Linked DNA regions of Mus musculus: regions 1, 2, 3 and 4 are each linked to region 5. A link is a contact called in public HiChIP or PLAC-seq and promoter capture Hi-C data. All regions are on one chromosome and are shown on one strand. The core of a region is the stretch at or near the end of the contact, and the rest is flanking DNA. Distances in the headings are between cores, read along the strand shown.

Region 1 (2,700 bases), core at 16-2,515, 410 kb after region 5:
GTAACCACCCTGTGGATAGGGGCTGGGACCATGGGGATATCCTGGCTGACCATAGGGAGAGGGCTGGAAAGGGGCCTGTGGGTATGGGGCCCCAGGGTAGGGAGCCTGAACATAGGGAGGCATAGGGGCTTGGGGCCCCACAATGTTTTGGGGAGGATAACTGTCCCCAGACACCAAGAAACTCTTTTCATGGGACATGGCCTCGGGTTCTGTGGCTGCCCCTAGAGGAGAAAGAGAGAACAGTTAGCTCTGAGAGACTGAAACCAGTGACAGCCATACCTGCTGCGGACCAAGGAAGAAAACAACAACAACAACAAAAACAACTGGCCATGACCTTTGTACAGGGCTGTAGGGAGTCACAGAACAAGGAGGCGTTGGGTGGGGCACGGGAGACCGATGTGGACCCCTTGGAAGGGGCTCCTCTAGCTCGACCTGGGGTGGGGGATGGGAGGAAGAGTGATGGCTGTCAGCCTCAGCTTGGAGCTTGGGAGATGCCTTCTCACCGCTGCGGGTCTTTCGGGTCAGAGCTCAGCAACGAAGAGTCTAGAGGCACAGCGCAGTGGCTAAAGAGGTGTGGGGGTGTGCCCTGGCTCTCCCCGTCCTATCCCTCCTATTAAGCAGCTTGAAGGGGCCAGCGCTAGCGGCTATTTCTATCCGAGGAAATCCCCAGGCCATCTGTGACCAGCGGGAACCCTGACCCTCCTCTTAAGCACAGGGCTGAATGTCCCTAGCTCCGGGTACTGAATGCAGGCCTGTATTGGCTGCTAAGGTGTCTGCTAGTAGGGTACGCCAGGAACAGAGGGGTGCGGGGGTGTGTGGGGGATGGAAGCGACCAGAGGGCGTTCAAGGGAACAAAGCAGGGATGGGGACGACGGAGGAGGGGGCGGTGGCCACAGAATGCGCCCCGAGGGTGGATTGGTCGTCTTGTCGGGTTGGGGGTCGCTGGGCTTCGGGTCTGGGCCGCTACAGAGCGCCGCCCTCTCCCTCTTGCTCAGGGCCGCCAGAGCTCCCCACCCCCAATGATGCCACCAGTCTGGGTGAGCGGGCCGCGAGTCCTGACCGAACCAACTGACCCGAGGCGGTCGCGCTCAGTAACACAGGGAAGGGACGGCCGACTGACAGGGGGGCTACGGCGGCGGTACACTCTTGGGATTGGTCGGGGGGGACTCACCGCTCCCGGGAGCCAGAGACCGGTGCTTACGGTGCCCGCTGCGCAGCCGCGCGCGGTGATGGCCGGTGCGTCCGCACCTGCACCCGCTGGGCGGCCGGATTGCTTGGGCCTGCGCCTGCCGCTGGGGAGACGCAGAAGAGCCTTGTGACTGGGCGGGCCTTATGATGGGGCGGGGCCTTGTGATGGGGCGGGGCCTTGTGGTGGGGTGGGGTCTTGGGCGGGGCGGGGCGGGGCGGGGCCTTGATGTAAGGCGAATGTTGTCACCTGTCCCGGAGCTTCTGAGCCTACAGAAACTGCTTGGTCCAGCTTGCCTAGGCAGTCTGCTATTGTCTGTAGGCGTCCTAAGTCAGAGTCCTGAAGCCCTGCGCTTTCTGATCAGAGATGGTTGGGTTCTGGCGTGGGTGCTAACGACTTCGGGAGGCAAGACTCTCTTTAGCTTATGTAGCTCTCTATTGATGAATTCAATATCGATTCCTAAATCCAGGATTTACTGAAGCCTCCAAGGACTCTTGGAGAGTCCTTCTTGGCCTTTCATTTTGAGACAAGGTCTCAGTCAGTAACCACAGCTGGCTTGGAACTCACTATGCAACACAGGCTTACCTCAGACATGGGGCAGTCCTCCTGCCTTAGCTTTCCAACTACACTTACAACACGAACCACGACACCCAGACACTTGCTTGCTTTAAGACACAGCATTCACAGCTGGGTGGTAGTGGCACATGCCTTGAGGCAGAGGCGGGTGGATCTCTTGAGTTTGAGGCCAGCCTGATCTACAGAGCGAGTTCCAGGACAGCCAAGCCAGCACTGCATAGTGAGACCCTGTCCTGACAAACAACAACAAAAGCCACAACATTCATTTTATCCACACCTAGTCCAGATCAAGAGACTTAATCGTTTAATTGTCCCATTCTCTCCATACTCTTGTCACTTAACCTCAGATCCTCAAAATAATCTTGTCAGGACATAGAGGGTGAGGCCAACTCCCTGCTTCACTTCTGGGGGGTGGGGCGGGGAGAAGGGAAGGGGAGTGCTTCTTGAGGAAATTTTCCCTTGGGTGGTCTCCTGGTCCTCAGTGTCTTGAGGACATCCGGTTCTCTCCTGGTTCTTGGTGTATGGCCACTCTGAGACCGTATAGTAAGCTTGGGAAAGGGTCCTCTCCTGTATCCATATAGTGCTGCTTAACAGCTGGACCTAGTGTAGATGTGTCCTTGGCCCATAGCTTCTGCACATGTTCCTGGGCTAAACGTGCCCGCCATGCTTACCAACAAAGTCTAGATGTGTTCTGTTGCTGTAAAGAACACCCTGATTTTTAAAAAGCAGCACCGGGGAAGAAGGTTGCATGTGGCTCACGATTCCAGGTCACAGTTCTGGAATTTCTGTCAGGTCAAGGCAAGGACTCGAGGTGCTAGACATTTCACATATACAGCCAAGAACAGGAAACCATGCTGCTTGCTTGCCTGCTCTGGGTTAGCTTTCATGTACAGTCCAGAGACATGGTGCTACACACATTCAGGGTGGATAGCCCACCC
Region 2 (2,700 bases), core at 136-2,635, 310 kb after region 5:
CTCAGGGTTAGGGTATGGTTTTGGAAAATAGTCAGACAACTTCCCTGGCCGCATGAACATCTCCCCATCATCATTAGGGCCATCCTGGACCTCCACCTGCCACCAAGAACCCCATCACAACCTTTTAGTCCCTCACAGTTGAAACCACAATCCCTGTATCCTCCACCTTCTTTCGTGCCCACCCCCCCACCCTCCGAACCTCCTCAGCCAGCGCCTTGGCTTCTTCCTCCGTGTAGCACACTCCCACCAGGTGGCGGTACGCCACATAATCCATGCTGTGGCAGGAAGAGCACACCTGCTTGTATACCTGGAAACCCCTCCGAATGCTAAAGAGATAAAGAATTAGAGGAACTGAAGATTCGAATTCACCCGGGAACTTCCACCCCCAGCCCCGCCGCAACACACCCACCTGGTGTGGTCCAAGGAGGAGAGGAGGCCACGATGAGACCATGGGTAGCTGGGGGGGTGCAGCTCCAGGTCACTGGCACTCACGGCAGAATGAAGGGCCACAGCTAGCCCTGCACCCCCCGCGGCCAGCATGCCCAACGCTGACAGCATCACCTTTCGGCCTCGAGAAGGGCCAGACTTCGAGGACAAGGACACTGCCTGCAAGAGCCCCGCTCAGCACCTGCCAAGACCCCAGCAGCCCACCTGGGGATCTGAATGAACGCCCATGTCTTCCGCTCCACCTCCACCCCGCACTGGCCACCACCGCACGCAGAGCGCCCAAGGCACACACCGTGCCCAATGCCTGCTGGATCCCTTACTGCAGCCAACTCCTCGGCCACGGCTCGGCTCTGGAGGGCAAATGGAGAATGCTCGTGGAACTTAACCCAGGAGACAAGCCTAAGTGACCCAGAGTACTGCAGCGGACCAAGGTCACCTGCAGGCCGCTGAGGTCAGGCTGGGGTCACTGCAGGGTATCCGCCAGGTCCGGACAGCCGGCTTCGGCAGTCGCTCCGGGCGAGCCCTTCGCTGCAATCTCCCGTCCCGACCCCATCACAGTGGGACCCTGGGCTCAGAGCAACAATGCCCTGCCACTCCAAGGCGTGGGCACCCAGACCGGCTTTCTGGGTGTGCCGGCCCGGCGGCGGGGACCCCGTCGAGTTGTAGGAGGAACGCAGGAGACCGATGCCGGCGCGCGCCCGGAGCCTCCCCGCCGTGACCTTCAGGGCTGAGGGGCGCGCGATGGTCGGGGCCCGCGCCAGGACTCACCTGCGGTGTCCGCAATGGAAGCTGCCGGGACCGCGCGCCGCCCAGCAGACCCGGAGCACTTGCACCTGGAAGCCCCACGCCCCGCGGGCCCAGTACCGTCCGGCGAAGCGAAGCCGCCGCCGCCGCCATGTCGGCCCCCTTTAGTGCGGCCGCCGTTCCCGTCGGCCCCTGCGGGCCGACGAGAGCTCAGACCACGCGAGAGCAACACAGTGGGCGGACCTAGGCGGAGCTGGGTAGGGAGCTGTCCATCAGTGGACCAGGACTGTCCCTTGCCCGGCTCCTCTAGTCCGGGTTGAGCCTGGCCGCAACTCTAATTACAATGACAACATCTGCTTTGTTTGTTTGTTTGTTTTTCTGGCTTCTCTACTATATCCCCAGTTCCTTCACCTCGGCCCCGCGAATCACGCCCTCCAGTTGAGCCACTGGATAGTCTTCTGAGAGCTTGCTCATCCATGGCCTGTGTGGGATTAACAGCAGCTCTCCCCTGCTCCACAGGCGACCCAGCATAGAAACTTCCCCTGACTAACTTTCTTTTAAACCCTCATATAAAGTCCATAATTCAATTTTCTTAATGAGAGCATATCTAAGTGGGGGTACCCGTCCATTACAAAGATAAGCTGCAGCTCCCTCTGGATGTAAGGGACTGATCACTGTGGCACTTGGTGCTGCCCTTTTTTAAAATCTACATTGACACTGACACTGTAGCTGTCAGACACACCAGAAGAGGGCATCAGATCCCATTACAGAGGGTTGTGAGCCACCATGTGGTTGCTGGGAATTGAACTCAGGACCTCTGTACTTAGCAGACAGTGTTCTTAACCACTGAACCACTTCTCCAGCCCCCATCAAAACTATTCTCAGTAGCTCAAGACAGAAACAACCCGTCTATGTCTACCAGCTGGTGAGTGGATAGACAAAGCATGGCACACCCATATGGGTGAACTTTTTCATTCTAGTGTGAGATGTGAGGCATGGGAGAAGTGCCAGCATGCATGAACCTTGAGCTCACCATATGAAGTAGAAGTCAGACACAAAAGACAAAAAAAAAAAAAAAAAAAAAAAAAAAAAAAAAAAAAGCTGAGAGTGGTGGCTCAAGCCTTTAATCCCAGCACTTGGGAGGCAGAGGCAGGCAGATTTCTGAGTTCGAGGCCAGCCTGGTCTACAAAGTGAGTTCAGGGCTATACAGAGAAACTGTCTCGAAAAAGCCAAAAAAAAAAAAAAGACCACATGTATATGATTCCGTTCACCTAAGTGGGCGAGTACACAAAAGCAGAAAGCAGACTAATTCTGCCAGTATGAGGGGTACAGGGATTTGGGTGGTGGTGGGGTGATGACAAGGTTCTTCCAAGGCAGGTGAGAGCTGACTGCTGGCTCAGGAGACAAGCGAGCAGTTTGTGTACCTGTGAAGAGCGTCACACTCAGTGTGCCACGACAAATCTCTGTGATGGCTGAAGCCTGGCCTGGAATCAGCGGCGCAGTGAGAGT
Region 3 (2,700 bases), core at 140-2,639, 360 kb after region 5:
CTGCCGGTTCTCAGCCTCGAACTCTTCCACCCATTCCAGCAGCAGCGTTAGCTGTTTGCAGCGAATATGTCCATCCTCTGAGAGGAGAGATGAAGTTGGCTTAGCCCAGAGTAGGGATCTAAGACCTCACCCTGTGGGTCCTGATCTGTAAACCACCCAAGGCATTTCTTGGGATGTCTGGGGCAGAGAACATTGGGATGTGGGGACAGACGTGTTGGTAAGGTTAAGGGACCTACTGCCTTCGAAGGAGAGAAGAGGGGCTACCTACCCACATTTCAAACCCTCCTGCAGGGCTCACCAACGGGTGCATGCAAATGTGTACAATGAAGGTATCCCACGATGGGGTGCCCGTCCACGATGCCTAGCTGCGCCTGCAACACCACCCACAGTTCCAGGTCTTCTTGCTCTCCTGGTTAAATCTATTGCTTACGCTCTCCCCGCTAGGGCTCACTGCAGCCTGGGTTAGTACCTGGACTGATAGTAGACCTTTGGAGGCCATGGCGTCCTCGCGACGAGCGTTAGGAAAGCAACGGAAGGTGGCACGCAGCAACGGGTAGCGCGAGGCCAGTAGAAGCCCACTGCCCAGTACCTTGATGTACGGCCCAGCCATTAAGCCAAATGTGCCCACATCATATATCACCGGGCCCAGATTTGGTACCAAGACACGCACAAGACGACGAGCTGCGCGGAGGTCGAACACTTCCTGCAGACACACGAAGTCCAAGCCCATAGGTAATGTGGCCTTCAGCTCACCACCAGGCACCCTAGGCGGCGGCTGACTGCATTCGGAAACCCTATACTGTGACGATTGAAGGCTATCTAGCAGTGCGGCCCCTACAGCCTCGGCGCGCTGCAGGCTGTGCGACAGGTTGTTAAAATGAGCCAGCCCGTGGGGCAATAGGCACAGATTAGCAGTGAGAAAGACAAAGCAGCGCCGGCGCTCAGCAGGCGGATGCCAGGGCTGTGGCCACACCCAGCATGCCGGAGGGGGCTGATAGCAGAAGGGGCGGCGCCAGACCTGGAGGGGCAGCCAGAGCGCAAGGCCGACCAACGCTAAGGGTAGGCCGACCACCACCAGTGGTAGCAACACCCCACTTCCTGCCAGGACTTTGAACCACCCCAAGCTTTTGGATCGGACGCTTGGTGCCCAGCAGCCCAGCAACTGGTCCAGGGACCAGTAAGTCGGGAAAAGCAGCACGCGGGATAAACTGTAGAGGGCTTGCAGCACTGGGTTCGGGAAAGGTGAAGGCCTCAGGGCGTTGGGTGTCAGGGGCCAGTCCTCTTGGGGCACTGGGCTCCTTCGCCGCGAAATGTCAGGGAGACTCATTGGTTTCCAGCGGCGGCGGAGGTCAAGACCAGGTGGCACAACCTGTGCGCGCCGCTAGTAATGCCCGGACGTCCCGCGAGCCTGAGTGCTGGCCACTGGCCCCACCCACTCAGAACTTCTGTGGCGGTTGGAAACGAACAACAATTTAAAAAAAAAAAAAAACCCGTAAAAGAAATCCGAGCTTTACAGCCCTGCCCTATTTCCTCCTTGTACTTGCGGGGGTCCACTTAGTGCTTCGGAGAAAAACTTAGGGCCCTGCCTACTCTCCCCTCCCCCACCCCTCCAATACACTTTACAGCCTGACTACTCACAGCCAGGTAGGTTCACCACAGCCTCTCAATCCGGTGCCTGGCTTAGTGCAGAGACTCAGCACCGATGGCTTGCAGAGGCTGAGACTTCAAACCCGGGGAGGGACCGTTAGTTCTACACCTGAGGCAGCTTGCCCAGACAGGTAAAAGGAAATCCTCCATTCTATGAGCCCTGTAACAGACTTAAGTTCTTTTAATTCTGTGTTTTATTTTTGTTTGTTTTGTTTTGTTTCTCGGGGCAGGGTTTCTCTGTGACTCTGGCTGTCCTGGAACTTGCTCTGTAGACCAGGCTGGCCTCGAACTCACAGAGATCTGCCTGCCTCTGCCTCCGGATTGCTGGGATTAAAGACATGTACCAGCACCGCCCCTCTTGACTTTAGTTTCTTGACAATGATCCCTTGGGCTTTCACAGACTTTTCTTGGCTCCCCTTGGAAGTCTGACTCCTTAACTCCAGCTGTGAGCCAGCAAACACCCTGACATCGACCATCAGTGTCTCTTAAGTAACCCATCAGGTTTGTCTTGGCTGGCGATCTTCAGCCGGCTTGCCAGGATAGTCCTGGAGACTTTGGATGAAGGCAACTGTTGATGAGCTGGGCAGTCTGGGCAGAAGGCATTGAACTCTGCAGGGCAGGTGGGGGTGGGGGTGGGGGTGGGGCGAGGTATCCCAGCTGGAGAACCATGCCTCTTTCTAACCGGAAGTTGTATTGGTACTGATAGATTCCTGTTTGAATCCGCCCCCCCCCCCCCAAGGCTCTGCTGTTCCTTGACTGGCAAGAACTGGTTTTCTAAGTCCCTAGTTCTTTTATTCCTTTCTGCCTTGTCACTGCCCTAGCGCCTGCAACTTCAGGCAAGCCAGAAACTACTCCAGGCTTTTCCACACTGCCCTTCTCATGAACCAACCCCATTTTGGTCTCCACTCTTCTAGAAACACCACGATGTTTCCAATCTCAGCCTACCCATTGATTTCAATACCCCCCTCCCACAAGGGCCCCAATTTTTCCAACCCATGTTCCTTTTTTTTCATTTATTTATTCATTTTACATCCCCATAGATGCCCCCTGCTC
Region 4 (2,700 bases), core at 54-2,553, 290 kb after region 5:
GCTTGTCTGGTGACAAGTACTGCAGGTCAACAGGCAGCTCTAGGAGTGAGGGTGGGAGACTATTGGTCCCTGTGCTGAACACCCAAGCCCTGCTCTGCCTGGGTGAGCCTTGTGTGTGTCTGTAACGACCCCCTCCTTAAAGGCTGCCGGACTGAGGGACTCCAGACCTGCACACCTCTCCATCTCCCTCTTGTAGTCTTCCCTCTAGCACCAGACAGCCCTGAGGCAACCACCCAAGTCACTCACGGTCCATTTCTTCCTCGGAAAACTCTTCAGGCCCAGCCAAGGGCAGTAGCAAAAAGGGGAGAATGTCGACTTGGGCCCCAAGTAACCACTTGTGATGTCCTGGAGGTGCGGACAAGGAAGGAGATCAGAATAATGGTCCGTTGGGTTCCCTAGGGTCCAATCCCCACCTTGGCAATGGCACCACCCCCTCCTTGTCACTCACGATGCTCAAAACAGCAATTCCGAAGTGTTCCCACCACCCCGCCCCTGCGCACCGAAGAATCTGTGTACTGGGTAAGAGGCAGCAGCCGTTGGACCACGCACCTGTTGAAAGAAGATATTCACTGCTGTCCTTGTTCACTTCCACTTCCCCACCTTCCCGCCCGCGCAGGCGACTGGGTTTCACCTGTCTGGGTCCAGGAGAAAAGCACGCACCTCCGCCTGCTGGCTAAGGTTGGAGAGCAGCGGCCCCAGGTAATGCAGGGGTGCGGCCGCGTTGTAGCTCGGCGTGCACAGCGCGTTGACAAGTCGCTCCAGACCCAACCGCTCCGGCTCAGCGGCCATCAGCTTCTCCATTAACGCAGCACACGGAGCCGGCTCGCGACTCAGGTTGGCCAGCACTGCAGCCGCCTCTTCAGCCCAGGGCCACTGAGGGTCCAACACGCAGCGCAGCAGGCGGGCGGGCAGCTCCGGGTCAGCCGCCAGCAGCTGCCAGTGCACATTGGGATCAGCAGCCAAGTTCACGAGCGCGCGGGAGGCATCGCGGGAAGGAGCTGGGGCCGGGGCCACCGCAAGGTCGACCAAGGCCCGCAACAACTCTGGCTGTCCGGCCAACAGCGTGCGGCCCGAGCCCGCACCAGTCAGCGCCAGCACGTGCTGCGCCGCGGCCGCCTGCAGGTCGGCTCGCGCTCCGAGCACCAGGAAGGGCAGCAGTTCCACCGCCTCCGTGTCCGCGCCAGCCTCCTGCTCTAGCAACCCTCGCTCACCAGAGAACCCCGAACCTACTCCCGGTCCCCGCATGCCGCCAGCAGTCTCAGTCACTTCTCGTGCCGGGGCCACCGCCGGAAAAGCGGAAGTCGTTAAAACCCTTCCGAGGCTGAGAACCTGGCTGAAGGGGGCGGGGCCGGTTTCAGCGCGAGGCATTGTGGGCCACAGTATTAGGCACCCCTTAAGCTGGTGCAGATGCACCCTCCCCCCCTTCCCATCATCATCACCACCACCACCAGATCCTTGCAAGGACTTTTCCGGCTGCCTATTGCGTGTTTGCTTTGCCAGGAGTCAGAACCACGCGACCAGCACGCATAATTTGAAGCGAAGCTCGGCAGCCGGTGATCCTGGTGTCCAGAGTGTTTGCTGCCACCTTTTAAACCTGGTTTCAGACATCCAGGAACCGGAGGGTGCAGGACTCTGCGATGAAAAGGCAGCTTTGGATCAGTCTCTGACTTTGCAGAGGGGCTAAATTTTTTTTTCTAGTGCATTTGTTAGGTCCTCTTCAGTGACAGAAGTCTGAGTCAAGCAGGCTTGGGCAAAGGGAACTAATAAATGAATCTATAGTTTGCAGGTTTGGGGGCACCTGGTGACAGACGCCCCTGCCAGCTCTTTAGAGCACTGTTCGGTTTCTGTCTTCCATACCTCGCTGCGTTTCTTTGCTTCTCAGTGGCTCCATATTACCTTCCACCGGCACATTTGTTAGCACAGATGGGAGGACACTGGCCTTCTTAGCTACGTAATCCCTAGCAGAAGATAATTTCAGTACTAGGATCTGTTCTGGGAAAGTATCCCATTTGGTGCTTCTTGTGCCTGTATTAGCAATTAGCTGCCTGGGGTCCTTGCTCTCTCAAATTAGAAATCTTGAGTTAGGGGTTTTTCCAGGGCTGGTCCTTGTCAGGTTTTTGTAGGAGATAGCCAGGAACCGCCACGGTTCCAGATCCTATGCAACCTTAGATACTGACTGGGATCCTTCCGGCTACAATGGCAAAGTGGTTAGGTCTGTGTAGGGCCAACTGTCCAGATTTCCCAGCTGTTGACAGCAGCTAGTGAGTTTCTAAGAAAAGGCTCCCTTGCCTCTGTTTTGTTTTGTTTTGGAGACAGTGCTGGCTGTCCTGGAACTCACTCTGTAGACCAGGCTGGCCTCAAACTCAGAAATCCACCTGCCTCTGCCTCCCAAGTGGTAGGACCAAAGGCGTGCGCCACCACTGCCCGGCTCCTTATCTTTTTATAAACGTGTCACTGTCTAATCTCACAACTGAGGAGGCTGAGGCAGGAAGGTCAGTGTAAGTTTGAGGCCAGCCTGAGCTATAAAATGAGCTGGTCTCAAAAGATTTTTCTCTTAAACAAAGTTAACTTTGTTAACTTGACACAAAATAGTCACCTAGAAAGGGAAGCTCAGTGACTTTAAATTAAGTTGGCCTATGGGCACATCTGTGGGGGCTTAATTAGTGGAAAGACGTTGCCCCCACTGTGATTGTTACCATT
Region 5 (2,700 bases), core at 140-2,639:
GGTGCTATCCCTTCTCTAGTCATGCATGTGTGGAAGTTTACCTAAACCAGAATGCTAACAACAGGTCTTCAGGACACTTGGGGCCTGGGAGGAACATGGTTGTGAGTCAGAGACCTGATTTCCAATAAACGTAAGGAATATACAGGAGTATGGAATTTGTTTATTCTTGAGCTAGCTTCCTAAGGCCTGTAAGGTGATTTCCCTGAGTAAAGGAGTGGGGGATGGGCTGTAAGTAGCAGAAGGTATTATTCACTTTGGCATCCTGGTAGACTTGCCAAGAGAACCCCCAGAGTGCCAGGCATGGTGGTGCAGGTCTTTAATTCCAGTTGGGAGGCAGAGACAAGCAGATCTCTGTGAGTTGTGGGTGGCCAGGCTGGCCTACATAGTGAGTTCCAGAATGGCCAGTGCAACATATAGTGAGACCCTGTATCAAAAAAAGAAAGAAAGAAAAGAAAAAGAAGAAAGAAAAACATTTTTAAAAAAGAAAAGAGAAAAAAAAAAACCAACTTCCCGTGAGAAGAGAGTTTTGGGCCTTGGTTTCCTGGGACACAGTAAATTTGCATATATCCTTGGTGGACCTGGCAGGTGGCCCTCTGGGGCAATGACCTTCACAAACTGATGGCTGTTTTCATAAAGGGCAGAAGAGTGCTATACCCTCAGCGATTCCCAGAAATTGCACATCTCTCTGGACTGACTTGATTACTACCTGTTTGACACCCTCTTGTCTGTGCAAGACATACCTTATAACTTAAAACCCCCTCTTTCTTCTATTCCAACTCTTTCTTTCTTCTACTCCAACTCTTTCTTTCTCCAACTCTGAGGTTGGGACGAAAGAGGTGGGTTAGGGAGTGAACCCAATAATCCTTCGCTGTTCCTGTACTTGCATCTTGTTGACCTTTATACCGTCGCGCAAGAGTGGTGGTAGGTGCGTTTTTCAAGATCCTGCTCTAATACTCCGGTCAGCTAGGCCAGAGCCTTGCACACACAAGCCCGAATTTCTGTACACATTGGCACAGGCATCCCCCCCCACCCCCCGCGCGCGAGCGCGACATGGGAGGCTTAGGGGCGCTTTGCACTCTCGAGGAGTCTGAAGTCTGGGGGCCTCTCCAGACCCCGAAGCTGATGGTACCTCTCCAAGGGCGGACTCCCCAAATCCCCCCACCCCCCGCCCTTCTCCGGATCCCCTCCTGGACCCCACCCCCTTCTGTTCACCTTCGAGGGTGGGTGGGCTCTCTGGCGTCCTCGCTCGTCCATTGGAGGTGGCCGCCGCGTCGTCTTGGCCCTCGCGGCGCTTCCATTGGCTTGCGCGAGGCCCACGTGATCAGGAGGGCGAGGGGGCGGTGGCGTGGGGGGGGGGTCCGCAGCGAAAACAAAGATGGCGGCCGCGCCGGGGTTGGTGGCCGGGGCGGCTGCGGGCCGACGGGCGGGCCAGGCCCACTGAGGCAGCTGCACGGTGGGCAGGCTGCGGGGTCGCCGCGGCAGTGAGAAGCCGGCAAGGGCGCGCGGCGACCCTAACTTCCAGCCGGCGAGCGCGCCGGCACCCGCCCGCCGGGCCGGCCGGCCGTGATGTCCGGCGCCGAGGAGGCCGGCGGGGGTGGCCCGGCTGCAGGGCCCGCGGGTGCCGTGCCGGCCGGGGTCGGGGTAGGGGCCGGGCCTGGGGCTGCCGCGGGGCCGGCTGCGGCGGCTCTGGGCGAGGCGGCGGGGCCCGGGATCCCGGACGAGGCGGCCCTGGCCGGCGCTCGGCAGCTGCAAGAGGCGGCCGGCGACCCCGACGCGCCGCCCAAGAAGCGGCTGCGGGCGGCCGAGGCAGCCGAGGCGGCGGCGGCGGCAGTGGCAGCGGGCAGTGGAAAGCTGGAGGAGCGTCTCTACTCGGTGCTGTGCTGCACCGTGTGCCTGGACCTGCCCAAGGCTTCCGTGTACCAGGTAGGGCCGCCGGCCCGGCCCGGCGCCGCGTTGCCTGGAGGCCTGTGGCCGGTGGCCGGGAATCCTTCCTATCCAAACATCCACCTTCCAGGTCTACGAAACCCCGCTCCTGTCTCTCGAGGCTCCTTATCCTTTCTTGCTCTGAATCTCATTTTCTGTGTTCGATGGTACCCTTTACTCCCCAGTCTGAATTTCCATTCTCCTCCGTAGATCTCTTCACCTTCTGGTTCCTCCAGGGTGCCTCCTTGATAGATTCCACATTCTTTTCAGCTGACCATGTAGAGATCTGTGAACAGGTACCCACCCTTTTCTACTGCTCATCAATACTGTCCCTCACTTCTAGACCCCTGGGTGAAGAAACTTCTTTCCTGGAGACAGGGCTCCAATTCTGGCAGCCACACCCCCAAAAGTGTCCTTCCATATCTGAACAACTAAGTAAATCTTCTTTTGTGCCCTGGGGAGTCAGTCCTGTGTCCTTCTGAAGACCTGGAAGAAAGGAGGGCCTCTCATCCCTTCTCAGTTCTGATCTGGAGGAAGCAATCCGCAACAAACTTTACTGTCAGGGTACTTTCTCCTGCCCCAGCCTAGCCAGTATTTCTATTCGGGGCCACCTCACCCATACCAAGCTGGCTTCCAAGGTTGCCAGTATCCAGGAACTTTGTCCTGCCTTCCCACTTGAAGACCCAGCATGCCAGTCAGTCTCAGAGTCCTGGTCTGTGTGGGTCTAACATGTCCTCTTCCAGGTAAAAGAGAGCAGACCTCTGGTTCAGTGGGAAA

Evidence for each region. HiChIP or PLAC-seq counts read pairs in DNA pulled down with a chosen protein or histone mark. Capture Hi-C pulls out chosen DNA fragments and counts their contacts.
Region 1: a FOXA1 HiChIP or PLAC-seq map of pancreatic cancer cells shows a contact between it and region 5. The contact joins the promoter of Grina here to the promoter of Cyhr1 in region 5. A contact is called at or near these places in 2 of 39 promoter capture datasets (cranial neural crest and neural stem cells), 1 of 484 Hi-C or Micro-C datasets (pre-pro-B cells), 4 of 115 datasets of contacts at active chromatin or transcription factors (effector CD8 T cells, pancreatic cancer cells, pro-B cells and 1 more) and 1 of 9 other capture datasets (liver).
Region 2: a contact with region 5 is called in a promoter capture Hi-C map of liver. The contact joins the promoter of Cyc1 here to the promoter of Cyhr1 in region 5. A contact is called at or near these places in 4 of 39 promoter capture datasets (erythroid cells, fetal liver and liver), 5 of 484 Hi-C or Micro-C datasets (B cells, embryonic stem cells, erythroblasts and 2 more), 5 of 115 datasets of contacts at active chromatin or transcription factors (the 230-238 cell line, the SCID.adh cell line, bone marrow-derived macrophages and 1 more) and 2 of 9 other capture datasets (adipose tissue and liver).
Region 3: an HNF4G HiChIP or PLAC-seq map of pancreatic cancer cells shows a contact between it and region 5. The contact joins the promoter of Smpd5 here to the promoter of Cyhr1 in region 5. A contact is called at or near these places in 2 of 39 promoter capture datasets (liver and pre-B cells) and 3 of 115 datasets of contacts at active chromatin or transcription factors (embryonic stem cells, microglia and pancreatic cancer cells).
Region 4: a promoter capture Hi-C map of liver shows a contact between it and region 5. The contact joins the promoter of Hgh1 here to the promoter of Cyhr1 in region 5. A contact is called at or near these places in 13 of 39 promoter capture datasets (the C10 cell line, the SN4741 cell line, cranial neural crest and 8 more), 7 of 484 Hi-C or Micro-C datasets (B cells, embryonic stem cells, erythroblasts and 4 more), 7 of 115 datasets of contacts at active chromatin or transcription factors (the SCID.adh cell line, bone marrow-derived macrophages, embryonic stem cells and 3 more) and 3 of 9 other capture datasets (adipose tissue, liver and pancreatic islet).

Annotation. Positions count from the first base shown.
Region 1 is chr15:76,245,372-76,248,071 of GRCm38.p6, reverse strand. Grina (glutamate receptor, ionotropic, N-methyl D-aspartate-associated protein 1 (glutamate binding)) reads right to left here and starts at 1,265. Exons shown (of 7, transcript NM_023168.3): 1 at 1,172-1,265; 2 at 1-221. The coding sequence starts at 198.
Region 2 is chr15:76,342,208-76,344,907 of GRCm38.p6, reverse strand. It overlaps Cyc1 (cytochrome c-1), which reads right to left and starts at 1,385. Exons shown (of 7, transcript NM_025567.3): 1 at 1,216-1,385; 2 at 410-606; 3 at 200-326; 4 at 1-96. The coding sequence starts at 1,344.
Region 3 is chr15:76,293,061-76,295,760 of GRCm38.p6, reverse strand. Smpd5 (sphingomyelin phosphodiesterase 5) reads right to left here and starts at 1,389. Exons shown (of 7, transcript NM_001195537.2): 1 at 470-1,389; 2 at 299-371; 3 at 1-77. The coding sequence starts at 1,327.
Region 4 is chr15:76,367,501-76,370,200 of GRCm38.p6, reverse strand. It overlaps Hgh1 (HGH1 homolog), which reads right to left and starts at 1,303. Exons shown (of 6, transcript NM_021555.2): 1 at 632-1,303; 2 at 449-549; 3 at 247-345; 4 at 1-39. The coding sequence starts at 1,245.
Region 5 is chr15:76,655,583-76,658,282 of GRCm38.p6, reverse strand. Cyhr1 (cysteine and histidine rich 1) reads left to right here and starts at 1,389. Exons shown (of 4, transcript NM_001357882.1): 1 at 1,389-1,923. The coding sequence starts at 1,567.